4 separate regions of the Rattus norvegicus genome follow, and all the other regions are linked to region 4. The links are chromatin contacts, called in public Hi-C maps. All regions are on one chromosome and are shown on one strand. The core of a region is the stretch at or near the end of the contact, and the rest is flanking DNA. Distances in the headings are between cores, read along the strand shown.

Region 1 (5,728 bases), core at 120-2,619, 140 kb after region 4:
GGGGATTTAGCTCAGTGGTAGAGCGCTTGCCTACCAAGCGCAAGGTCCTGGGTTCGGTCCTCAGCTCCAAGAGAGAGAGAGAGAGAGAGAGAGAGAGAGAGAGAGAAAACGAACTAAAGCTGGGAAATATAGTGCAGAGGCTACTCACTTGTCTTGACATGCATAAGGCAATATCCATCCCGAAAGAGAGAGAGAGAGAGAGAGAGAGAGAGAGAGAGAGAGAACCTTTGCTACTTAATTTACTATTATGTGATCTGAAGTTCCTTGAGCTCTGTATTCCTCAGGAATAAGGATAATGTTAGTGCTAACTGCTGTACGTGCTTCTAATAATCTAGAACAAATAATTGCTCAAAATTATCATCCCCTGAGATAAGAGTTGTTATTGACAGACTGACTGTACCTGGGGCAAACAGGAAGGTAGATTCTATGGAGAACATGCAGCACCCATTTCCTCATTGTCACTCTTTAGATGGCACCATCAGAGGCGCTGGGAGGCGACGGGACAATATGTCCACTCAAATGTCCCCTTACTCACTCAACGGCAGTGAACTAACACTTTGGAGCACCTGTTGCTTGTAAGAGCCCACTTCAGACAACTGACCTTATATGTTTCTTTTACTGAAATAGCAGATGCCACAAGCCATAAACAAGAAATGAAGGTGGGAGAGAGGATGGGTGACAGCAAGGATCAGGCTCTCCGCAGGAGCGGTCAGCAGTTCCCCATCCCTGAGGAACCCATTCAGGAGTTGTCCCTTCAACATCTCTGACGATATGGAGCCTAGTCCCCCAGGTGTGTGCGGAGACCCACAGAACCACTGAACCAGATGTGCAAAGGCCAATCCAAAAGAGCATAACCCAAAAGCTTGTCCAACTCTCAAGAGGTGCCCCAACTCGGCCGCAGAGTCTCGGAAGAGCAAGGGGGACTGCGTGCCACCGCCCTCGCGTCCCCGCGGGGCCCACCGGCCGCACTAAGCGCAGACCGCCCCGGCTGCCTCGCCGGCGCGAGCGATCAGAAGGCGCGCTCCGACTCCGCTGTGGCCCTCGGACCTGAGGCCACGCGGGCACCAAGTTCCGCGCGCGCCCCAAAGGGATGCGCGGCTCGCCCAGCGAGGCGAGAATGCCGGAGTCCCTCGCGCGCGACCGCGGACCTCGTTCGAGCCCCACGGCGCCCAGTCCCTCCCGCGGCCGTCCACAATCCCGGCGGCCTAGCGCCACGACTCTCCAGCCCGGGCCCTGCCGCGGCCTAGGTGTCACACGGGCCTTCCCGAGACCCGTCCCCGCGCGCCCACGCCGCCACAGCCCACTCACCGGAACGCGGTCCCCGCGGCGCCACCGACCCCCACGGCCGCCCCGCCCCCGCCTGCGGCCAGCAACCCTCTGACACCCAAGCGGAAGTGCGGCCCGCGCCTCTCCGACCCACAGCCCGCCGCGCCGCTCGCCGCGCCCCGCGCCGCCCGTCAGCCGCCGCCTCGCCAATCAGCGCTCGGCCCGCAGGCCGCGCCGGGGGCGGAGCCATGCGGATCACGTTCTCCGCACAGCTTCTTCCTCCACCCTATCAGAGTCCGGCTCACACAGGGGAGTGGCGGCGCACCCAGCCAATCACCGCTTGGAAAAGGTGGGTTTATGCAGATACTATAGCTAGAAGGAAGGGGAGGCAGGAGGAAGGGGAGTGACCTTGGGAGAGGCTAGTTTACAAACAGTGAGTCAGGTGGCTGGGCGTAGACGATCCCAGGCTGGCGCTGGGCTAGACCTATCCTTCGGCTCCCGACCCTGCAGACGCTTCTTACGGTTGCTGGGGTTTGGACAAAAGGCAAATGTCGCCGCTGGCCTTTGCGCGCCAATCTTGGCTTTAATATACCCTGGGGCTAGTTTACCCCTCCAGTTGCCTCCCTGGCCGGTTCATCCTGTTTAACACCCTTAGGCGCCCTGTGGTCTGCAGTGGCTCCTGGTTAAACTGGGGATCGCTGGGGACACGACACCCCTGCAGCTTGTTTGGCCTTAGGAAAGCTAATTGACCTCTCTGAACACTCAGTTTACTCTGTAGCCAGGGCTCCCCAGCCTCCTCATCACATTTGAATGAGGGTCTGGTTTGAAACAGGCTGAGTGACATGAACCAAGATGGCTACTTGACTTGCATTAGACTTTGCAGGACACAGGAATTGCAAAAGTATGGGGCATGTGGTTCAGTCCTAGACAGGAGATTCAGCCCAATGTCAAACCAGAGGGAAGCAAGACAGATGTCTCCTGTCTTTTACGAACCTACCCAGAAGCAAGTGAAGTGAGAGCAACTGTAGGTGTCTGGTCCTTTGAGGGCAGGAAACCAAGGAGGAAGCAAGACCCCCAGGTCACCCAAAGCCAGCTGCACCTGACATCTGTCCTAGGCTTTCCAGTTCTTGAGTAACTACTTGGGGTTCTTTGCTAAGCCAGTCTGAGGTTTTGGCAAAGGGGTTCTGAATCTCTGAAATCGGTAACATATGACCCATGACCCTTCAGCACATAATGAAGGATTCTGCCCCCAAGGCCACACTACTTCCTCCAGTAAGGTGGTGCTCACACACAGGTCTCCCCGGCTGCCTCTGTGGCCCACTCTGCAGATGCTCATGCCCTCTGCAAACATGGAGTCAGTGCATGAGCTTCTGTGGCCCAGCAGACCCTGTCTGCCTCTCTGGCTCCCACCCCGGGGACAGCCTGGCTTTCTGGTGGCCCCTTCTCAATGGCGCAGGGGAGACGTGCTGGGACTGGAAAAGAGCCCCCTGCATGCTCTGCTCCTAAAGAGAGAGACAGAGGGAGGCGGGCCAGGCTTCCGAAACAAAGGCGTTGCCATGGTTACCTCTGAAGAAAGCAACTCCAGTCCGCTGAGGGCTGATGGAAGGGTGCGGCAGCTGGCCCCCCAGCCAGGACAAGGACGGCTAGCCGGTTGCCACGGAGATAGTCAGGTTGACCAGGTTCAGCAGTTTTTCTGGGGACCTGGCCAAGACCAGCTCAGAGTCCCTCAAACCCACCACCACCCACACCCTCACCTAAATCTCCAAGATCAGCCCCTATGCAAGGGACAAGCCTCAGAAGGACACAGCTTACTACCTGCTTTTTGACTTTGAGCTAAAGGGCCCTGCCATCTGGGCAGGATAACCACCCAAGCTGAGTGGAGTAGGTGGGCTAACCTAGGGTGGTCCCTGGGGCTGGGGTGGCATTCCAACCTCCTGTCTTCCAGCTCTGTCATGGGGATGAGGATAGCCTTGAGTTCCTCACCTCCTGCTTTTACCTCTCAGTGCTGAGCTGACAGATGCCCAGCATCACGCCTGGCTCTCTGCCCCTTTTAGGGGCTGCCATGCCTTTCAGCAGGTGGCAGGACTTTCTCAGGTGCAGGACTGGGTGGCTCAGCATCTCCGTCAGTAGGGGAGGGGGCTTCCTCCATCTTCGCCGAGGGGCAGTGTTCTCTAGGATGGACTAGTAGGGTGTAGAAAGAGGCAGAATTGGTTCTGCATCTTGCCATGACAGATAGTGATAGTTGAAATGACCCCCACATGTTCCATGATGTCCCTTCTGGTTCTCCCATTTCAGCAGCCGACCAGGGAGATGTGCGTCATTGCTCCCACTTTACAGATGTCAGACATGGAACTCAACCCAGTTAATGCCTCCTGGGGACAAGGCACAGAGAGGTCTGATGGGTCAACAGTCTGGCCATGCCCAGACCCCAGACCAGGATCTGTCCTGAGCTTCCCGAAGGGGTTATGGCTGAGGGTCACAAGATCAGATTCCACATCACAGGACCCCAGAGTAGCTTCAGCTTTGAGTGCTCTCAGCATCTGAGAAGTGCCAAATGACTGTTTGGAGAGTGTGTTCTTTCCTGCTCAGCTCCTGGGACACAATGGGATGCCATGAAGGTGCTGCCCCACCCCACATGGTGTAAATAGAAGATACATCCAGTCCCAAGTACTGAATGGAGGTGGGGGATCACAGGATAAATCCTGGAGACCAAGCCAACTCTGAGGGCTTAGAATGGAGGGCAGAGGCTCCCTGACAGAATCCCTCTGTCTGTCTTGACTACCCCTTCCCCATGGGCAGGCCATCTGCCTGTGTCTCGCAAGGCCCACGCAAGGCCTCCCTTGACCACAGCTGATGCTGTGGGTGGTCACAGCCAGATAGCAACACAGACCCCACCATCCTGTTCCCCATCCTCACCCCTGAAGGACACATAGCAGAGGTTATCGTTCCCCATTCCAGAAGGGAAACTAAGGCTTAAGAGCAGCAGCAGCTCGCCCAGGGCCAGGCTGCCAGCCACCCACCCTCTGCCCTTCACCCACTTCACTCTTACCTCTTTGCCAGAGTGCTATCTCTTCATCTCAGCCAGTTTGTAGGCCAGCTGGGCCAGGGCACAGCATCCAGGAACTCGGGTGCCTTGCATGTGGCCCCACCTGGCCCCTGCTGCTGAAGCCAGCCCGAGGCCATCTCCACCCCACATCCCCAGTCCCCTGGCAGAGCACACTTCCAGCTCCCTTCTCAGCCATGCCATGGAATCTTCCGTGGGGACAGGAAGTAGGCTGCCAGTGGGCAGCCTGGCCACAGAGGCCTGGACCAGCTCACGTGGCTCGGCTGATTCTTCCCAGCCAACTTTCAAGTCTCCTCTGCAACGTGACGACGCTGGCTTCCCTGTCGGGGAGGGTGGGTATTTTTAGGTTGAACCCGCCTCGTGAAGAGACAAGTTATCAATAGCAGCAGAAAAGGGCTTTTTCTTATTCTTCTTCCCCCTGTGGCTTTGGGACACGAACAAGCTGCACCCATTAAACTCTGCCAAGAGGAAGCAGGAAACGCGGCATTCCCCAATAAACTTTTCACCCCAAAAGTTCTCTCCATTCGACAGCAAGGTCCAAGTCGTCCCAGGCCAACCCCAGCATTCCTTCCTCTCCAAGAAAGCTACCCTATCCACCTACCTAGTGACAAGGTGACAGGCCCTGCAGAGGTCAAGGAGTGAGGATCCAGAGGAGGTGGGAAAGGAGGCCCTACAGACTCCCTTCCCTAGAGTGGATTGGGTCAGCTAAATGCCCAGCTACTCAAGATGAGCGATCACAAGGAACCCTGCCTACCTGAAGTCAGGAGGCCTCGGTGCTCAGCTATCTACTGCTTCCTGAGATCAGAGGGATGTGTGAAAAGCCAGTCAAAGCCAGCACGCTTCTTCCTCCCCCACAAGGCTGACCAGAGTGTGTGGAGGCGCCTGTGAGCAAAGGACCCAGCACGTACGGACGGACAGACGCTGAGATTTTCTTACAGGACACTAGAATGGCATCCTGCCTTGCTGAAGGAAACATTTGAGCCGACTTGGCTGCCTGCCCTTCAGGATTGGTTAGCAAGCACTCTGTTTCTGAGGAAGCCCAGAATAACAAAGGCTTCAGCAAAAAGAAGCGTGTTTGTCTCCCCTGTGACAGGAGCCCAAGCAGCCCTGCCTGGCTCCTGCCTCGCTGTACCACTCAGCTAGGGTTCCTTCCAGTCTCATGTCACATCATGGCTCAAAAGCAGTGGCTGGTGCTCTCTCTAGCCACCACATACATCTCTAACCAGAAAGGAAGGACGAAAGGACGGAGGAGGGATGGCAATGCTACCCCCGTCCCCAAGATGAATGCCCGGCCAATGAACCAGTGTGTCCCTTTTCCCAGCTGTGCCCTGGCTGGTGGAAAGTGGGTCTCTCTCTCTTTTCCCAGCACCCACTTCTCCGCTCACATCTCACTGGCCA
Region 2 (6,059 bases), core at 2,742-5,241, 180 kb after region 4:
GGCAGACTGGAGGAGCTAAGTTCTACACCTTGATCTGAAGGCCCCCACAGTGACAAACTTCCTCCAACAAGGCCATGCCTATTCCAACAAGGCCAAGCTTATCCAAACCTCCACATATATGTATTATATATGTATATATATATATATATATTATGTATGTATGTGTGTTGTGTGTGTGTGTATATATATCAGCAGCAATAAATTAGAAATTAAAGATGGCAACCATTTACCAGGTCTTGTAGTGTACTCCTTCAGTCTCAGAACTAAGGAGGCAGAGGCAGATGAGTATATGTTGGAGGTCAGCCTGGTCTACAGAGTAAGTTCCCTGCCAGCCAGGTTACATAGAGAAAACCTGTCTCAAAAAAACAAAACAAAACAACAACAAAGAAAGCAATCTTCTCTACCTAATTTTCAAATGTGAAAAGCGCTTGAACGTAAATTAAAAATACATTTTTTCTCATTTACTTTATGAGTGTTTTGCCCACATGTATGAATGTACACCACATGAACACCCAGTGCCCGTGGAGCTCAGAAGAGGCATGAGATGCCCCGGAACTGGAGTTATGGATTGCTGTGAACCTCTGCATGTTGGGGAACTGAATCTGGGTCCTCTGTAAGAGTAACATGTGCTTCTAACCACCACGTCACCCCCAGACCATTTTGTAATAAATTAATAACATGAGCCAGATATGGGATCTCACGTCTGTAACCCTTACAGTGGAGCTCAGGGGAGCAGGATTCCCTTGACTTTGAGGTCAGTCTAAGCTATTATGATTTCCAGGCTCTCGGCTACAGAGAGACTTTATATAAACACACAAGGCTGGTATACATATTTTACCTCAGCAAGTTCAGGACCAGTCTCAGCTACACGGTGTGAGGCCAGCCAGAGATAAGTGAGACCCTGCCTGAAAAACCGATCAATTGGGGCTCCAGAGATGGTCAAGAGCAGTGACTGCTCTTGTAGAGGTCCTGAGTTCAATTCCAGCAACCACATGGTGGCTTACAACCATCTGTAGCAGGATCAGATGCCCTCTTCTGATGTTTCTGAAGACAGTGACAGTGTACTCACATACATAAAATAAATAAATAAATCTAAACACAATTAAAAAAGCCCAACCAACAAGCAGCAAATGCTCCAGCCCTCGTGTGCTACTTGCAGAATTCTGTCCCTGTTAAAGTGGGTTCCAGTGATTAACCCATTGTGTCCATAAGGGTTCCACAGAGCAAAGTCTTTTACTACTCCCATTTGACAATGGAGACACGGAAGCAAAGAACAGAAACATAACTCACCAAGGACTTGAGCTACTGCATGAAGGGAAGAGTGTCATAGGAGTGTGGTACGTCAAGGGAAAAGCACTCTTTCTGGCTCTGCTATGGGCACCTGCCGGCACACCAGCAGCTAGACCTGTAAGGCACAGGCTGACACCATCAGCTGGTTTGGCACTGGTGGAGCCCAACTGAAAGTTTAGGAACAGCTGCAAAGCCACCTGGAGTCTTGACACAGAATTGGGCCTGCTTTGGCATGCTTCCTTCTTTCTGTGCTTCCTGTGGTGCATTTTCTTTTTTTTGGGGGGGGGGGGCTGGGGCGGTTGGTTTTGGGACAACAAGGTCTCACCATATAGCCTTGGCAGGCCTGGACTCACAGAGACCTATTTGCCTCTGCCTCTAAGTGCTAAGACCAAAGGTGGACACTGCCGCAGCTCGCTCCTTTCCCCACCTTCAGTTTGTGTGGCCACTCTTTTAACGGGTGGCACCCTGTCAGGGACTAAATGAAACCTCTTTCCCCTTACTGTTCTCTCTCTCACTGCCTTCCTAATGTTGTCTCTGCACTGTCTCATCCAGTGTCTACAGCCAACTGGGATTGGTAAAGTTAAAATTAAATACAATTGGAACGGGGAGATGGCTCGCTGGGCAAGAATGCTTGCTGTGTGAGCACAGGGACTCGAGCTGGGACTCCAGCCCTCGAAAAGCTACACACACTACAGGGAGGATGAGACAGGAGGATCCAGACTCAGGGAATGAGAGCGAGAGTCTCCAGGATCAAACCTGGGTCACCAGCTTGAAAGGCAAGCAACTTCACCCAACCCCACCCAACCCCCACAGCCAACCCAATACATTGACTGATATGGGATTGGTTATCATGTAACCTAGGCCACCTAGAAATCCTTTTTCTACCGAGGCTGGCCTTGATCCCCCTGCCTCCACCTCAGGGAGGGCTGAGACTGCAGGTGTGAGCACCACACGCAGTTACAGCTCTGGGAGTTGTTTGTTTTTCTTCTGTTTTAACTGAGGAGCTGGAGAACACAGTCTCTGCTACCACAAATTATGCAGTTAGTTCCACATCTGGGGAGGTTGAGGGGCCGACAATCTGGAGAAACCCCACCCTTAGAAATCCACCTTTTTGATCACTAACTCCCCTACCAGGTTAGTATTTTATCTCATTCTGTAGGACACCTAATATCCTCTTACCCACACATGTGCACGTGTGTGTGCGTGCATCGGCACACTTACGAGAGTAAATGAAGCCTAAGTACCTAGTTCTTCAGTGTGACAGGCCACATAGGGCTACACCAGGCAGGACGGATAAGGATAGTGCCGTCACAGAAAGCCCTAGTGGGCAGGGCCCACCGGCATCACACTGCAGAGGGAGGCTAGGAGAGCGTGCTCACTCTCTAATGGTGCTGTTGCTGGGCCAGTGAAGAGTCAGGGCCTGGAGCCTGACACCCCAGACACTTTAGAGCTGTACAGCAAGGCTTTCATGCATAGGGAATTTCAGTGCCACAGCCTGAGGGTCACTGTTGCTATACAGGATGCTGAGCTCCCGGCTACTGTCCACAAGAGGAAATGTCCAGGAACCTTTTGCCCTGGTTCCACAGTGTACTGACTGAACTGATTGTGTAGCTGGCGCTAGAAACACCTGCCACCACGCCTTCACTGAGAAAGAAGAAAGCACTGTGGGAGAGGGGTGTAGCTCAGTTGGTAGGATGCTTGCCCTCCCAGCATGCATGAAGCCCTGGGGTGGACCCCCGGAAACCACAGGCACTAGGCGTGCCATCACTTACTCACTGTGCTGCACTCAGTGGTTGGAGGTGGGAAGATGGGATTATCAAGGTCATCCTCTACCACACAAGAAATTCAAGGCCAGCCAGGGAGCCAGATATGTGGAAACCTGTCTTAAAAAAGGAGAAGGGGGAAAAACATTCTTGAGGAACGTTTTCATTCCTCCAGTGTTATTCTTTTACAGGCTAAGCACGATGGATTCATAGTATTTACAGTTAGCGAACTGAATTCTAAGCATTTCCTTTTCCTTTTGCTACAGGGTATCAAATCTCGCTGGGGCGGGGGGGGGGGGGGGCGGGGGCGCCGCTACTGTTTCCGCTACATACTGTTACATTTCATTACATGTGTTTGTGATCTACTTCCTTCTTCATGTGGAAAATATTTAGAAACCAGAGTATCATTTTGTCACCTGACAATTCACATTACACGGTTTTTACTTAATTACACGTCACTCAGAAGAAGAAGAAAAAAAAGTGTTCCTGCTGTGCATGGTGGGCAGATGCACTCTGGAAGCCAGACAGGCATCTGACTTCCAGGCGAGCCAGGGAAAGCCTGCTTCAAAAACAAAATAAAGCACGCGTTCAACAACGCTGCGGTCCGGTGTGCCTGCCCTATGGGGCCTTGTGGGACAGACAGACTGGAGGGACAGCTGCTCCCGACCCTGCACTCCAGTTTCCCAGGCTGGTTCACATGCAGGCAGGGAAACCTCCGATAGCTCCAAAACTGTTCTGAGCCTGGTCCTTTAGGCTCCTGAGTAGGAACAATGCTATTTGCTTTCACCCCAGCCACATCTCTACCGATCCTTAGTGTGCAGAATGTTTCTTTACCTCACCTTTAAAAGAATAAAGCCGCGGAGGCAGGGACTCAGGATAAGTCAAATGCCCAGTTAGGCGGCACGCCGAGGAGTGCATCCATAAAGGCTTTCCAAAAGACCTGGGCAAGGGTAACATTCTGTCATCGTTTTCTGTTCATGGTCTCACTATGTGGCCTAGGCGGGCCTCGAACTCCTAGAAATCCACCTGCCTCAGATGAGATTACAGGCGGGCACCACCAAGCTCAAGCAAGAACGAATCCCTCAGAAACCAACTTTCTGGCGCTCAGGCCGGACGGGCCGTCCCCATCTGAGCCACGACACACAGAAATCCCGCCCAGCCATCCCGCAAGCCACCCGCCACCGCAGAATGCACACCGGGAAACACCGCCCGCACCCACCGGCTCCCTGCAGGCTCCCACCTCCGCTCGCTCGACTGCTTCCGGGGCGGGTTTCTGGCCGCGCATGCGCAGTGCACCAGCAAGCCGGAAGGCGCGGTACCGCCTCTGAGCCCGGGGTCCCTACAGCACTGAAGCCAAAAGTCTACTATAAGGGCACTGAGGAACCTGAGCAGAAGAATCACCGTGAATTCCAGCCCATCCTGAGACACACAGTGACCCTGTCTCACAAAACCAGGGAAAAGCCAGGTGCGGAGTCTCACGCCTTTAATCTCAGTCTCCGGAAACAGAGGCAGGGGGATCTCTGTGAGTTCCAGGCGAGACAGCTTTGTACAGGGATCCTCTGTCTAACCAACCAAACAGAAAAGGGCGAAAACGATAGGGTGTTTTAAAATTGTACTTCGTTCACAAATAACAAGACAGACGTAACCTGTTCAATAAACAGAGATGAGGTAATGGCTAAAAAAGTGTTTTTAATGGAAAGTCGTCCTCTTTTTACAAGTTTGAATGGACACTCATTACTTAAGCCCACGTCTGAAAACTGGTAGGACAGGAGAGGAAGACACCTCCTTCCTGGGCCAGGCCTGTGTCTATCCAGTACCTCTGCGGACTTTTCCCATCTCCCACTGTGCTATCTGCTAAGTCTGTTGAGGTGTCCGTACAACCGTGGCCCCTGACGTGCGCAGCTTCTGCTAAGCATCGGGTAGTGGTCTGCACATCTGAAAACCCCAGTCATCAGTGGTCAAGTTCACCAAGTGTTGAATGGATGTTGGGAAACAGGAGGAAGAATGAGCAGTGATTTCCAAATCTTTTCTGGCCTTCAGTAGGAGGGGTCACAGAAAACAAAACACAGTCAACCACGCCCGCACAAAGGGTTCATTTCAGCCTAGGACTTTCCAAACATTCATGTAACAGAAGAAAAGCTATAATACAGGCAATGAAAAACACTGGCATCACCTTTCCCCACAAAATTACATAAAAATGAACAAAACATTAAATAAACATTATTATTAATCATTAAATATATTAACACCAAAATCAGGTATAAATTAGGAAATAAATGTATAAACTATTTCACAAAGTGCTTTTAAAAATATATACACAACATTCAAGAAATTCTTAATGTAAGACATTTCAGATTGAACTTTTGGGGTGATAATATTTTTTAAGTGTCCTTTTCTTTCAAAAAGTATTAACAAACACTAAATACAGCACTTAACATACACATACACACACATACACACACTAATACAGCACTTTAACATACACAAACGCACACACACAGATACACACATACACATATATGCACACGCAGAAGGCATATTCCCAGATTGGCAAGTAATAAAAACCATTTTCACAGTTACTTAAAATGTTTTGACGTTTTCAATGAGATATTTTAGCCCCCAGCTGAGCTTGCAAGACTGGTTTTATAGAAACTGCCAGAAAGGAAAGGAGCAAAAGAGACTGAGTCCCTAAAATGAAGTTGCCATCACTTCTGACACATATCGATCAGAAACTCATTTCTATGAAGTTAAAACCGTCACGTAGCCAGCCTGTGTGTTTCCTAAACCCTATGCCTAGGAGACATATACACCCATGGCTGTTGATATCAAGTCCCACAGGAGAGGGAGGGCATCCTAGATTAATATGGAAACTACCACAGACAAGTCTTTTAATGCGGCCCTTGCTCTTCTGTGAGTAAAACGGAGCTTGCACTGTATTTTCTGGCAAGACCATCAAGATTAGTTCAAGCAAACCCCACAAAAGGGCCTTACCCATTGAGCTACCGA
Region 3 (5,475 bases), core at 1,607-4,106, 200 kb after region 4:
TTTAGAAGCCTGGAGACTGGAACCCAGGTCAAAGGATAAGAAGCTAATCCTCTGACCTCTGCCTGTACACCGTGTCACATGTATCCATGTATGTACTTAAGAATAAAAAAAAAAGCCAATATAATCAGCAACAGAGACACATGACTTTCACTGTGTAATTGTTGTATGAAACAGCAGGGGGCGTCCAGTGGGCCTTCTTATAGGCAGGAGCATAGTGCTGGACATTGGTATACTATGGCCCTTAGCTAGTACAGAGGAAGACAGATTTGGTCCTTGGTCAGTGGTGTCTCTGCCAGCTGCAGACATCTCAGGATCCCAGGCACCCACACTGTCCACACAAAAGCACAGTTCTGACTCCATCCCTCTCCGGTGCCAGTGCTGTCACCGCAAGCTCACTTGCTCCAGGTCAGGCCAGCTCTCCAGGCTTCCACTCTGGGTCCCCACTCCCTGCAGGGCCACATGTAGAACTACCCATTGCCTGCCCAAACTCCCTGACTTTACACCCTTGCTTCTGCAGAAAGCCACTCAACTTGGAAAGAAGTCTATTTGCAAAGAAACGTTATCATTATCCTTATAAGAAGAGGTAGAAAAACAGGCAAGGAGATCCCAGAAGAGGAAAACAGAGATCTCATTGCAGACCGAAGGACACCAAAGGCTGTGGCAGCCACGTGAAGTTGAGAAGGTATGAGGTAGCCTCCTCTGGAACTTCAGGAGGGAAGGGAGGCAGCCACTGCTCACACCTCAGCAGTGTGAGCGAATGAAGACGGTTGTCTAATATCACCTGGGTTGTGGCGAGTCAGAGAGTTAAGGGGCACGGATATATCCGCTTAGGCAGAACCTGTGCTATAGATTCTATAGTATACAGGGTGTACCATGCAAGACTAGGGACCAGCAAAGGCTACCTCAGTACATGCTAACTCACTTGTATGCCACCGACAATGCCTCAAAGTCCTACAATGGCCTTGTGTCTCTCAAGAGAAGATTAAGGAGAGGTTGTTCTGCGGTGCTCTGAAGATTGAGCAGGATCTGTCCTCCCAAAACAAGCTGTTACTTTGTTTGCTTTGACCACTGACCAGCCTTCTCCCAAATCCCTGGCTCTCCCCAGTGGTCTTAGCAGGGGCTGGTTAGCGTGTGTGCGTGCCTGTGTGCGTGCGTGCGTGTAGTTTAGGGTTTTTCATGCTAGACAAGAGTTTTACTAAGATACATACATAGCCCTGTGTGGGGTGTGTGTGTGTGTGTGTGTGTGTGTGTGTGTGTGTGTATAGTTTAACGCTTTGTGTGCTAAACAAGAGTCTTACTACTGGGGTTGGGGATTTAGCTCAGTGGTAGAGCGTTTGCCTAGCAAACGCAAGGTCCTGGGTTCGATCCCCAGCTCCAAAAAAAAATTAAAAAATAAAAAAATTAAAAAAAAGAGTCTTTCTACTAAGACACATCCCTAGACCTTGGCTTCCATGCAGGATCTTGCTATGCAGCTTCAGCTGCCCTTGGACTTTGTCATGTAGCTCAGGTTGTCCCTAAACTTTCCATCTTGTAGCACTTGCTTCAGAATGTGATTACATCACCAAGACAGGTCAGAGTACACATCCCCTCGAGCCTTCTCAGTAAAGGATTCACAGAGACAGGAAGTGGATCGCACAGCCCTACCGGGTCAAGGACCTTGAACTGAAGACCCACTTCCAAAGGAACAGCAGCCTATGGAGTCACACGGAAGGGCTACTATTAGCTCTCCCACGTAGCCTGTGCAGTCTCAGCCTCCTTCACTAAGTCACTTCTGCAAAAAGTTAAATGTGGCAAGAAGTACAAAACCTGTATTTCTGCTCTGCTCCAATAATCTCCCCTGACTAGGGCTTGCCAACTGTGATAACCACTATATACCTAAGGAGACAGCAAGGGTGACCTGGGAAACAGGCGACAAGTGAAGGAAATCCCCACAAGCCTCTCGGGTCATGAGGGAGTAGAAAGGCCAATGCCCTTAGGGACCTAACTGGCTCAAGGGAATTCAGGAATTCTGTAGAAGGAACCAGAATTAAAAGCCGGCGCGCAAGAAGCTCAGAACAGCGAAGGCAAACAGTAAAAAGCTAAAGTGTCTATGTCAAAACTTGAAACTTCCTTTTGTTAAAGACGTCCCACAAACCCACGCAAACGCCTTCTATGGGAAACTGGCCCAAACTAAAGGATGAGAGAGACTGCAGGACAAACCTGCGGTGTCTGAAGCCAGGGTGCAGGAGGCGAGGCTCGCTGATGCCCAGCGGCCCAAGCGTGGGCGGGGCTGCGCTGGCCTCAGGTCCGCCGCGGGCAGCAAGCTTCGGACAGCGGTGCAGGCCCTGGGGATGGCACGCACACTTTGGATGCATCCCTTTGTGCAGGGCACCGCAGTACCTCACGAGAGCCGCCAGCTCGCCGCAGCGGCGTGCCTCCAGGCTGCCTGCGCCCCCTTCTCCACTCGCCAAGCTGCGCGCAAAGGCGCGCGACCGTCGCTACCAGGACTGTCAGCGGAGCGCGACGAGCCCCCGCCCCGCTGGAGGGGCCGCGGGCCCCGGCGTCTCGCACTGCCGCGTCTGCTGCCTGGGGCGCTCTCGGAGGACACCGCGCGACGTGCTTCAGGGTCCCCACCCACTGCGGCCGCCTGGCCCCCGCTGCCAATGCCTCCGGCAAAGTTGGCGCAGGCTTTCCAGGGGGCGCGCGGAGCCGCCGTCAGGGCTCCGTGCAGCGGGCTGTGCCCCGGCTTTGTTCCTGTCCCGCGCCCACCCGCACTCTGTACCCCCTCGGCCTTGCCCACCTTCTGGATGGTCTGCTGAGTGACCTCCCCTTTGCCTCTCGGCCGCGCCGACGCGAAGGCCACGGACATGGTGGTGGTGCGGACTCAGCCCGTGATCATTGGGGTTTATTCTCCGGCTGCGCCCCGCGGCCCGAGGTGCCCATTCTCCGCAGCGCGGGGGCGGGGGCGCGGGGGGCGCGGTGCCGTGGGCTCGCCCGCCTGCCTATCGCCAATGCGCGCTCGAGGCCCCCGCGTCCCCGCGCCTTATTCGATTGCCTCCCGGGACCGGATCCCGTGCGGAGCCCCCCTACAACCGGCCTCCGCTCTGCCTCCAGCAGGTTGCCGCTACGCTGCCCCCTGTGCTGGGTTTCGGTGGTTCCGCCCGCCCTGCCCCGCCCCGCCGCGCCGCGCCGCACGTCCCCCTGACGCCGGACGCTGCAGACGCCAGCAGCGTGGCCCGGGCGGGCGGGGCGCTGAAGGTGAGTGTGCGCTTTTGAGCGGCGGCGGCTTGAGCTCGCGCGTCCGCAGTGATGAGCTACGACCGCGCCATCACCGTCTTCTCGCCCGACGGCCACCTCTTCCAAGTGGAGTACGCGCAGGAGGCGGTCAAGAAGGGCTCCACCGCGGTGAGCCGGCCGGGGGCCTGCGTGGCGGGGTGCAAAAGGAAGCGGGGCACGGAGACCAGGGCCTGGAGGCCGTGCTATCTGCTGGCGGCGGGTGGACGGGAGGTGACGGGAGCTGAACGGTGACGACGTAGGAAGGGCGCCGTGCCGCGGGGCCTGCGCCGCGCTCCCTAGAGAGCCGAGCGACTTTGCCTGTCTTTCCCACTGCGGAGCGTCTAGGCGAGCGCATCCCCGGGGCTGGGCCGGGGCCATCTTGGTGCTGTGTGCGCGGCGCGGACGGCGGAGGCCGCAGGTGCGCGCGGGCAGCGGGAGGCTGGCTGTATCCGGCGCCGGTAGGGACTTTTGGATTTGCGAGCTAGGCGTTATGGATGAACAAAGGGCGGTTCATGGTCCCTGCGATGGTGACAGGCTGCTTCCGGGTCCGCCTGCGCCATCGACGCTGCGTTCTGGTTCCGGTGGGCCCCTTTCACCGCGCCCCCGGTTTTGTTCAAAGACCTTATCGCTATTTGGAAAGGGGCTGCCTCACACCTGCAAGAGTCAGCAGTGAGACAGTTTTGGTTTTGGTTTTGGTTTTTCCGGAGTCACCGGATCTTCGGGAACACACGTGGTTCCGAGTCTTGAAGCGCTTGCAAGAACCCAAGAACTCTGGAATGACCAGGCTTGGAAGTGCAGGCCTATATACTTCTGGCATTTAGAAGGTTGAGGAGGCTCGAAAATCTTACAAGTACAAAACCAGCTTGGGCTTCTAAAATTAAAGACCCTCTTTGTGCTTGTGTGTATGTGTGCATTATTAACGTGTTTTTTTAAAAGTTATTTTTATGTGCATTTGGCATTTTGTCTACATATATGTCTGTGTGAGGGCGTCAGATTCCCTGGAACTGGAGTCGCCATGTGGGTGCTGGGAATTGAACCTGGGGTCTTCTGGAAGAGCAGCCAGTACTCTTTTTTTTTTTTTTTTTTTTTTTTTTTTGGGCTGGGGACCGAACCCAGGGCTTTGCGCTTCCTAGGTAAGCGCTCTACCACTGAGCTAAATCCCCAGCCCCTAAAAATGATTTATTTTTACTTTATGGGCATTGGTATTTTTGCCTGCATGTGTATGTCTGTGTGAAGATGTTGGTTCCCCTGGAACAGGAGTTATAGACATTGTGAGCTGCCATATGGGTGCTGGGAATTGAACCTCAGTCCTTTTCGGAGCTGGGGACCGAACCCAGGGCCTTGGGCTTCCTAGGCAAGCGCTGTACCACTGAGCTAAATCCCCAACCCCATCAGCCAGTACTCTTAACCGCTGAGCCATTTCTCCAACCTTAAGAGATATGGCTAATGAGAAACCTTCTTTCAAAAACAAAACAAAAACCTGTGAGGCCGGTAAGATAGAGAAATCTTATCTTGCTCTGAGGACCCCAGAACCCATTTTTGTTTTTTAAAGGCAACTGCACCCAGGGACAGACGTACTTGGAATCCCAGCATCCCAGCGCCTTGGAGGCAGAGGCAGGAAGATACATTGAGCTTGCTGATCAGTTAGTGTAGCAGAATCTGTGAGCTTCATTCCGGTTCAGTGTGAGGCTGTCTCAAAAACAAACAAGCAAAAAAACATTGGCAGGCTGGACAGATGATGCAGTAGTTAAAAAGTGCAGGTCTGCTCTTAAAGAGTCCTGAGTTTAGTTTACAGCACCCAGGTTGTAAGGATCAAAACTGCCACGCTCCAAGGGTCCCAGCACCTTTGGCCTCCCTGGGCAGCTACACTAGGTGTACGGACACAACATACTTAAAACTGCTTTTGAAGTTGGGGAAGGGATTGAGGAAGACACTAGGGGTCTCCATGCGCTCAGTAGGAATCGTCTGGAATCTAGGGTGTCTGTCTCCTGAGCTCCCACCTGGCAGCTGCTTGCTGCACCCAGCTGGCTTCTCTGGATCCAGAAGGAACTTGTGAAATCACTCTGGGCCCTTGGTAGGCCCTGTAGAAGGTTTCCGATATCTGGAGGACTGGCTCCAATGATCCTGTCCCAAGTCAGAGGGAGCTGCCACCGAGATGTGCTCTCTGCCCAACCGCCCTTTCAGGGATTGCTACATTTGTTTCTATTCCTCTCTTGATTG
Region 4 (5,510 bases), core at 1,259-3,758:
TGAGGGTTTTCCTGAAGCAAATGAACATCGTGGGGCTTGGTTTGCTTTTCATGTGCCTGAGACCAGCCTGGTTTATGTTGTCAATCCTGAGGTCCAGCTTTCATTTTGCCTAGCCATGAAACCATTCCTGTAGAGACCTAGGTGTCCAGACCTTCTGAACATACTGGAATTGCCAGGCTTCTGTCTCCTGGTGCCTCCACCCAGGCAGAGCTCCCCCATCAGCACTTTTTTTTGGTCAAGATGCAGGAAAGGGCAGTCTGCTCACACTGGACCTTGTTAAAGCATCTGCCACTGTGAAACCCCTGTGCCACCACATACAGTGTTTGGCCAACACCACCACCCACCCCAACCCCTGCCTCCTGCCAGCACTTATCCCTGCGGTACTGGACCATTTAAGACAACCGCTGACTGCGGGCTCTTGACTTTCCTGAGCAATATCATGATGGAGAAAAGGTATTAACTTGAGATTTGGTTTCTATAACAGAAAAGACGGCCCATTAAGGCCTGCTGCTGACTCTGCACCACACTTGATCCTCAAGCAGGAAGGTACTGACCCTGCCACCTAACAGCACATCAGTGACTCCTCACAAATAGATGCCATCCAGGCCAACTTGCCTGTGTATTGACTGTGCCACTGTCTTCCTACTGGCACCAGACAAGAGCCATCCTCCACCTTCCCAGGCCTGTTATTCCCTACAACTGGTCACCAGCCTGGCAGATGCCAGTCCCACTGCTCTCAAGTGCTTGGTTCCACAGCCACTCATCCCAGAAATGCTTACCCTCTCAAGCCTGACACCACTCAACTACCTAATGGATGTTAGTAGCTTAAACAGAGACCTTGAAGGATAGTAGAAGGATAGTAAACTCTAGCCTTCTACCCTGCCCATGCTTATGCTGGTGTAAGCACGCTATCCTTAGAGCACCTGGGTGCCATCTGCAGACAGTGATGTCTTACTTAAAATGAACTTTAGATACAGCTGACTGGTCGGCTATCCCTGGGGGTGATACCCTGGTAGCTTATTCTAGTTATGTTAAAGCTGGCAACAGTGATAATTTAAGCTTCTATATTTATGATCTTACCAAGCTGGTGTGCTGTTAGTCCTTCCCTCCTTGCCCTCAGTAATGCTAAGAGCTGCTGACATGTGGTATGATAAGCACTGTTACAACAAAACCAACCTTTAAACCAAATGACAGGCTAAACACAGTGTCTGTCCTAGACTAAGTCCAGAAATCCGAGGTGTGCCCACGGTGTCCAGCTGGACTGTGACCCAATGCCACAGACCTGGTGCTGTACCTTCAGCACTCAACAGGCACAGCTGTGTGTGTGACCTCAGAATGCTGCTTATGTATGTCCAGCCGGTTCTGAATGGAAGGTGTTAAATGTTTTTGTTAAAAGTAAAACTTGTTTTTGCAACATACTTCCTTGCTTGTCTCCTTTCCTAGTCACGATAAAAACATAGTAAAAGCAGACTTTGCTGTCACAGGTACTTATTATCACTTTTATTTATAACAAATTATTCCCGATTTCTTCTGGCTCAAAAGTTCCTAACAAAGGGAAAAAAGCAGTATTAAAAGTTGTATCTCCTGGCCACTATCTCCCAAGCCACTCAACCCGATTGTGACATTTTCCCCCACTTACTTTGAGACAATTCCATCAGCCTTAGCCAATCGGAGAATAGAATCATCTGACTCGCCCTTCAAAATTAAAAATAAATACCTGAGTATCCCCAGAGCTGGCTCCCTGCTTAGCAGGGCAGAGCACGCACAATTAGACCCAAATCTGTGCTCTAGAGAGGGGCACCACCACCATCATAGTGCAAATATTTACATCAACAGTACTAAAAGGCAGAGGTCCATGTGGTAAAACAACTCACCATCCTGCGAATGGCCCCGCAGATGCCGTAGGTTTTAAACTGACCATTAAATCGGCCTGTACTCCTGTCAACCTGAAAAGACAAAAAGGTTGGGAGAGTCGACCCCACCCCACGCTGTCGGTCTACCCTCGATCTTAGAAAACACCAACGCGAGAACCAGGCACTCAGAGGCTTAATTGCCTCGTTATTCCTTCCCCCTCATCATCGGGTTCCTAGCTCACCTCGGCCACATTCATCTGGATGGACGCGTGGTCCTTGGCAGCAATGATGCGGTTGCTCGCGGAGCTGAGTAAAGAAAAGTACAGTGCGTGTAATAGGTCGCAAAAGAACAGTAGATGAAAGGAAGTAGGAAAAATGGGCACAGGAAAGATGATGCCGCAGCTCACCATTTCCGCGGCACGTACAGGTCCACAAACTCGCCGGCGTCGTTCTGCATACCGAGGCCGTCCCTGCAGAGTCACCACGCGGATCATAAGGCTAGTCAGGCCGCACTCCGAGCCCTAGCCAGACCCATGTACCGAGCGCTCCCGGCCATGCGACCACGACCTCCCCAACCGCGCCCGGCCCGGTCCAGCTCGCGCCCACAGCCCGCCGCGCGGCCTACCTGCTCACGGGTCTACGGAGAACACAGAAAGGAAGTGGCTCGTTCTTCCACAGCACTAATGGGCAGGAGGGGCGGTTCGTCAGGAAATGCTTCCGGGTCGTGCTGACTGTATCCACCATCCCGGAGGCCTATTTGCGAGCCTTTACTTCCGCTTCCGGTGCAAAGAAGCCCGGGCAGCTCTGCACAAAGCACATAGATTCCTGGCTCCGCCTCCAGTCAGGTCACGCCTCTTTCCTCAGGCCCCGCCTCCACCGCGGAGTCTCGCCCCTCCGCCCTCGTCCAGTTGGGTTGCACTTGTCCTGTCCGCCGGCCGCCCTCGGGATGGTGTCAGAGGAAGCCAGGCAGTTGTGCTGGAACGCGGACATCACAGACCTGGGCGCTTCCGGGAAGCCGCCGCCAGAGCCTCGGAGAGGAACAGCCGAGCGTGGACTGCGGGGGGAGGCCGGGACGGAAGCACAATCCTTGGAAGGGGAAACTGATGTCGCGTCAAATGAGCTGGACCGCTGGCCTTCCGCTGCACCTTCATTTTCTTCAAGAACCCCCTACCCATCCTGAGAACTGAACTGCGTCCTTGCTGTCCTGCCCCTCCTCACCCCAGGCTCCGCTCCTCTCCCCAAACCTTCCCCTTCTCGTCCGGTTCCAGCCACCACGCGGTCCACACGCCTAGGGAAGTGAGTCTGGCCTGAGAGTGCACGCCTTTAATCTCAGCATTCGGGCTGCCGAGGCAGGTGATATCTGAGGCCATTCTAGTCTACATAGTTCCTGCCCCCCAAAAAAGAAAGCTCCCAGGCCGTAGTCACCAGAGTGTGCAGTAAGCCCCTTGTTGATGAGGCTACTGTAGAACTGTATGCCCGATGTCATCTATCTGTATACACCCAGTTACATAGTCTTGGGGAGAATCTCCCTACACCCTGAGTTGGTGATCACCTTCCAGGACTGTCACGGAGTTGGCCCTCCACAAACCTGGAAAGCAAGTAGTCATGTGTGCATTAAGATTCCCCGCGCAGCAGAGGTTCTTTTTCAGATTAGGCACAAACCACACCCAAACACCTGTTCTCACAGAGAGATGCTTTTTTAAATGGGGGAAAGAAAAGTTAAAAGTGGCTGCTTTCTGACTCGGACAGAAAAACCAACAAATGACCTTGCAGGTGTAATTTTTAATAAGTGAAAAGGGGGAGTTCTGTGTTAGAATGGGCTAGGACACGGTGGTGTATATTGATTGGATAGTTAAGTGAACCAAAGCGAGCTTTTGATAGCCCGACCTTGGTAGTCAGCCTCAAGAGGAGGAAGTGGCCAAATAAGGGATAGTCCGTGGTGGCTAGCTTTAGGAATGGAGTCTGTCGGGTTTTAGCAAGGCAGAGGCAAGGGGGAGGGGAGGCTGCCAGAGCAATGTTTGCCATGTTCAAGCTGTCCAGACTCCTTTCCTGCATTGCGTCTGGAGTTTGCGCTAGATCCTTATTGTGTGTCAGAAGTGAGAACACCAGAGCCACTGACTCTAGGAAAATGACCTTTCGTATAGGCCACAAGGCACGTAGACAGGGTTGGTCTGTTTATGTCTTAGTTTTGAGATCTGCAGCTGGTCTGGCTACATCCGTGTATGTTGAGTTGAACCCTCACGGCCTGCTTAGTGGTCAGAGATGAAGCAGCAGGTGTGCCAGGAAGGAGACCATGACCAAAGGGAAACCCAGAAACCTGAAGTAGACTCCACTCAGCAAATTCGGCAGTCGTAGAAAGAGCGGGGACTGGATTCAAGTAGAAACGCAGAGTACGCATAGTGCTGGACAGAAAGTTCAGAAAGGTAAAAAGCCCACAACAACGAAAATTCACATCATCTGGCGTCCTCTCAACGACTGCCAGATTAGACAGCAAAGGAATGCAGTCACTAGTGAGAGAAAGACATCGATCCAGAACTCAACTCAGATGCTAGAATTAGCAGACACCATCTGCTCCAGACCTTTGGAAGAGGAAGGACACTGCATGCCTGCATCTCCGCACTAGGGAGGTGTGGACAGGAGGATCAAGAGTTTGATCTTAGGCTACAAAGTAGGACCTTGTCTCAAAAAAATCTGAATGAGTAAGAAAGCTCAGAAAAAGATTTATTGACTTTATATGTATGTGAGTACACTGTAACTGTCTCAGACACACCAAAGGAGGCATCAGATTCCATTACAGATGGCTTTGAGCCACCATGTGGTTGCTGGGAATTGAACTCAGGACCTTTGGAAGAGCAGTCAGCAGTAAGTGATCTTAACCACTGAGCCATCTCTCCAACCTCACCTGTGAGCTTTAAACGGTAGAGAACCATGAGTAAAGCATGACAGTTCATGCCTCTAATCACAGCACTTCAGTTTTTTGAGACTGAGAAAAGGATTGCTGCAAGTTCAAGGACAGCCTGGGCTATAGAGTGAAACTCAAAAAAAAAAAATCAAATTAGAAAGTATGAGAGAGGGCTGGAGAGATGGCTCAACTGTTAAGAGCACTGACCGCTCTTCCAGAGGTCCTGAGTTCAATTCCCAGCACCCCCATGGTGGCTCACAACCATCTGTAATGGAATCCGATGCCCTCTTCTGGTGTGTCTGAAGACAGTGTACTTATATAAAACAAATCTTTAAAAAAAGAAAAGAAAGGGAAAAAAAGTCTGAGGGAAGTCAGAGCCTGTTAAAAGGAGCACAATGCGGGGCTGGGAATTTAGCTCAGTGGTAGAGCGCTTGCCTAGGAAGCGCAAGGCCCTGGGTTCGGTCCCCAGCTCCGAAAAAAAGAACCAAAAAAAAAAAAAAAAAGGAGCACAATGCATATGTAATTTGAATCCCAGAGGAGAGGAGGCACTATATGGATAAACTATATGGATAAACAGTATCTAAAGAATTTTCAAATTTGATAAAAAAAAAAAAATAACAAACTTGCAAGTGGCCAGGCATTGTCGGTGTATGCCTTTGATCCCAGCTCTCTGGAGGCGGAATAGTTCAAGGCCAACCTGGTCTACACAAGGAGTTCTAGGACACCAGAATATCTGGTGAGACCCTGTTTCCAAA

What was found. A called contact is a pair of places that touch in the nucleus more often than the background predicts.
Region 1: a contact with region 4 is called in a Hi-C map of mammary epithelial cells, with 4 times the contacts expected there. The contact joins the promoter of Osbpl2 here to the promoter of Rps21 in region 4. A contact is called at or near these places in 3 of 12 Hi-C or Micro-C datasets (frontal cortex, mammary epithelial cells and psoas muscle).
Region 2: a contact with region 4 is called in a Hi-C map of Schwann cells, with 5 times the contacts expected there. The contact joins the promoter of Mtg2 here to the promoter of Rps21 in region 4. A contact is called at or near these places in 5 of 12 Hi-C or Micro-C datasets (the Rat2 cell line, Schwann cells, frontal cortex and 2 more).
Region 3: a contact with region 4 is called in a Hi-C map of liver, with 2.4 times the contacts expected there. The contact joins the promoter of Ss18l1 here to the promoter of Rps21 in region 4. A contact is called at or near these places in 3 of 12 Hi-C or Micro-C datasets (the A7r5 cell line, liver and psoas muscle).

The regions. Positions count from the first base shown.
Region 1 is chr3:187,584,203-187,589,930 of GRCr8, reverse strand. It overlaps Osbpl2 (oxysterol binding protein-like 2), which reads right to left and starts at 1,369. Exons shown (of 14, transcript NM_001013079.1): 1 at 1,309-1,369.
Region 2 is chr3:187,541,537-187,547,595 of GRCr8, reverse strand. Mtg2 (mitochondrial ribosome-associated GTPase 2) reads right to left here and starts at 3,991. Exons shown (of 8, transcript NM_001013924.1): 1 at 3,893-3,991; 2 at 3,063-3,169. It overlaps Ss18l1 (SS18L1 subunit of BAF chromatin remodeling complex), which reads right to left. Exons shown (of 11, transcript NM_138918.2): 11 at 4,723-6,059.
Region 3 is chr3:187,518,997-187,524,471 of GRCr8, reverse strand. Ss18l1 (SS18L1 subunit of BAF chromatin remodeling complex) reads right to left here and starts at 2,856. Exons shown (of 11, transcript NM_138918.2): 1 at 2,780-2,856. The coding sequence starts at 2,848. Psma7 (proteasome 20S subunit alpha 7) reads left to right here and starts at 3,226. Exons shown (of 7, transcript NM_001008217.1): 1 at 3,226-3,384. The coding sequence starts at 3,289.
Region 4 is chr3:187,721,036-187,726,545 of GRCr8, reverse strand. Rps21 (ribosomal protein S21) reads right to left here and starts at 2,508. Exons shown (of 6, transcript NM_031111.1): 1 at 2,479-2,508; 2 at 2,261-2,323; 3 at 2,096-2,159; 4 at 1,875-1,946; 5 at 1,640-1,695; 6 at 1,486-1,545. The coding sequence starts at 2,310. The coding sequence ends at 1,536. It overlaps Cables2 (Cdk5 and Abl enzyme substrate 2), which reads left to right. Exons shown (of 11, transcript XM_008762589.3): 11 at 485-1,418. The coding sequence ends at 514.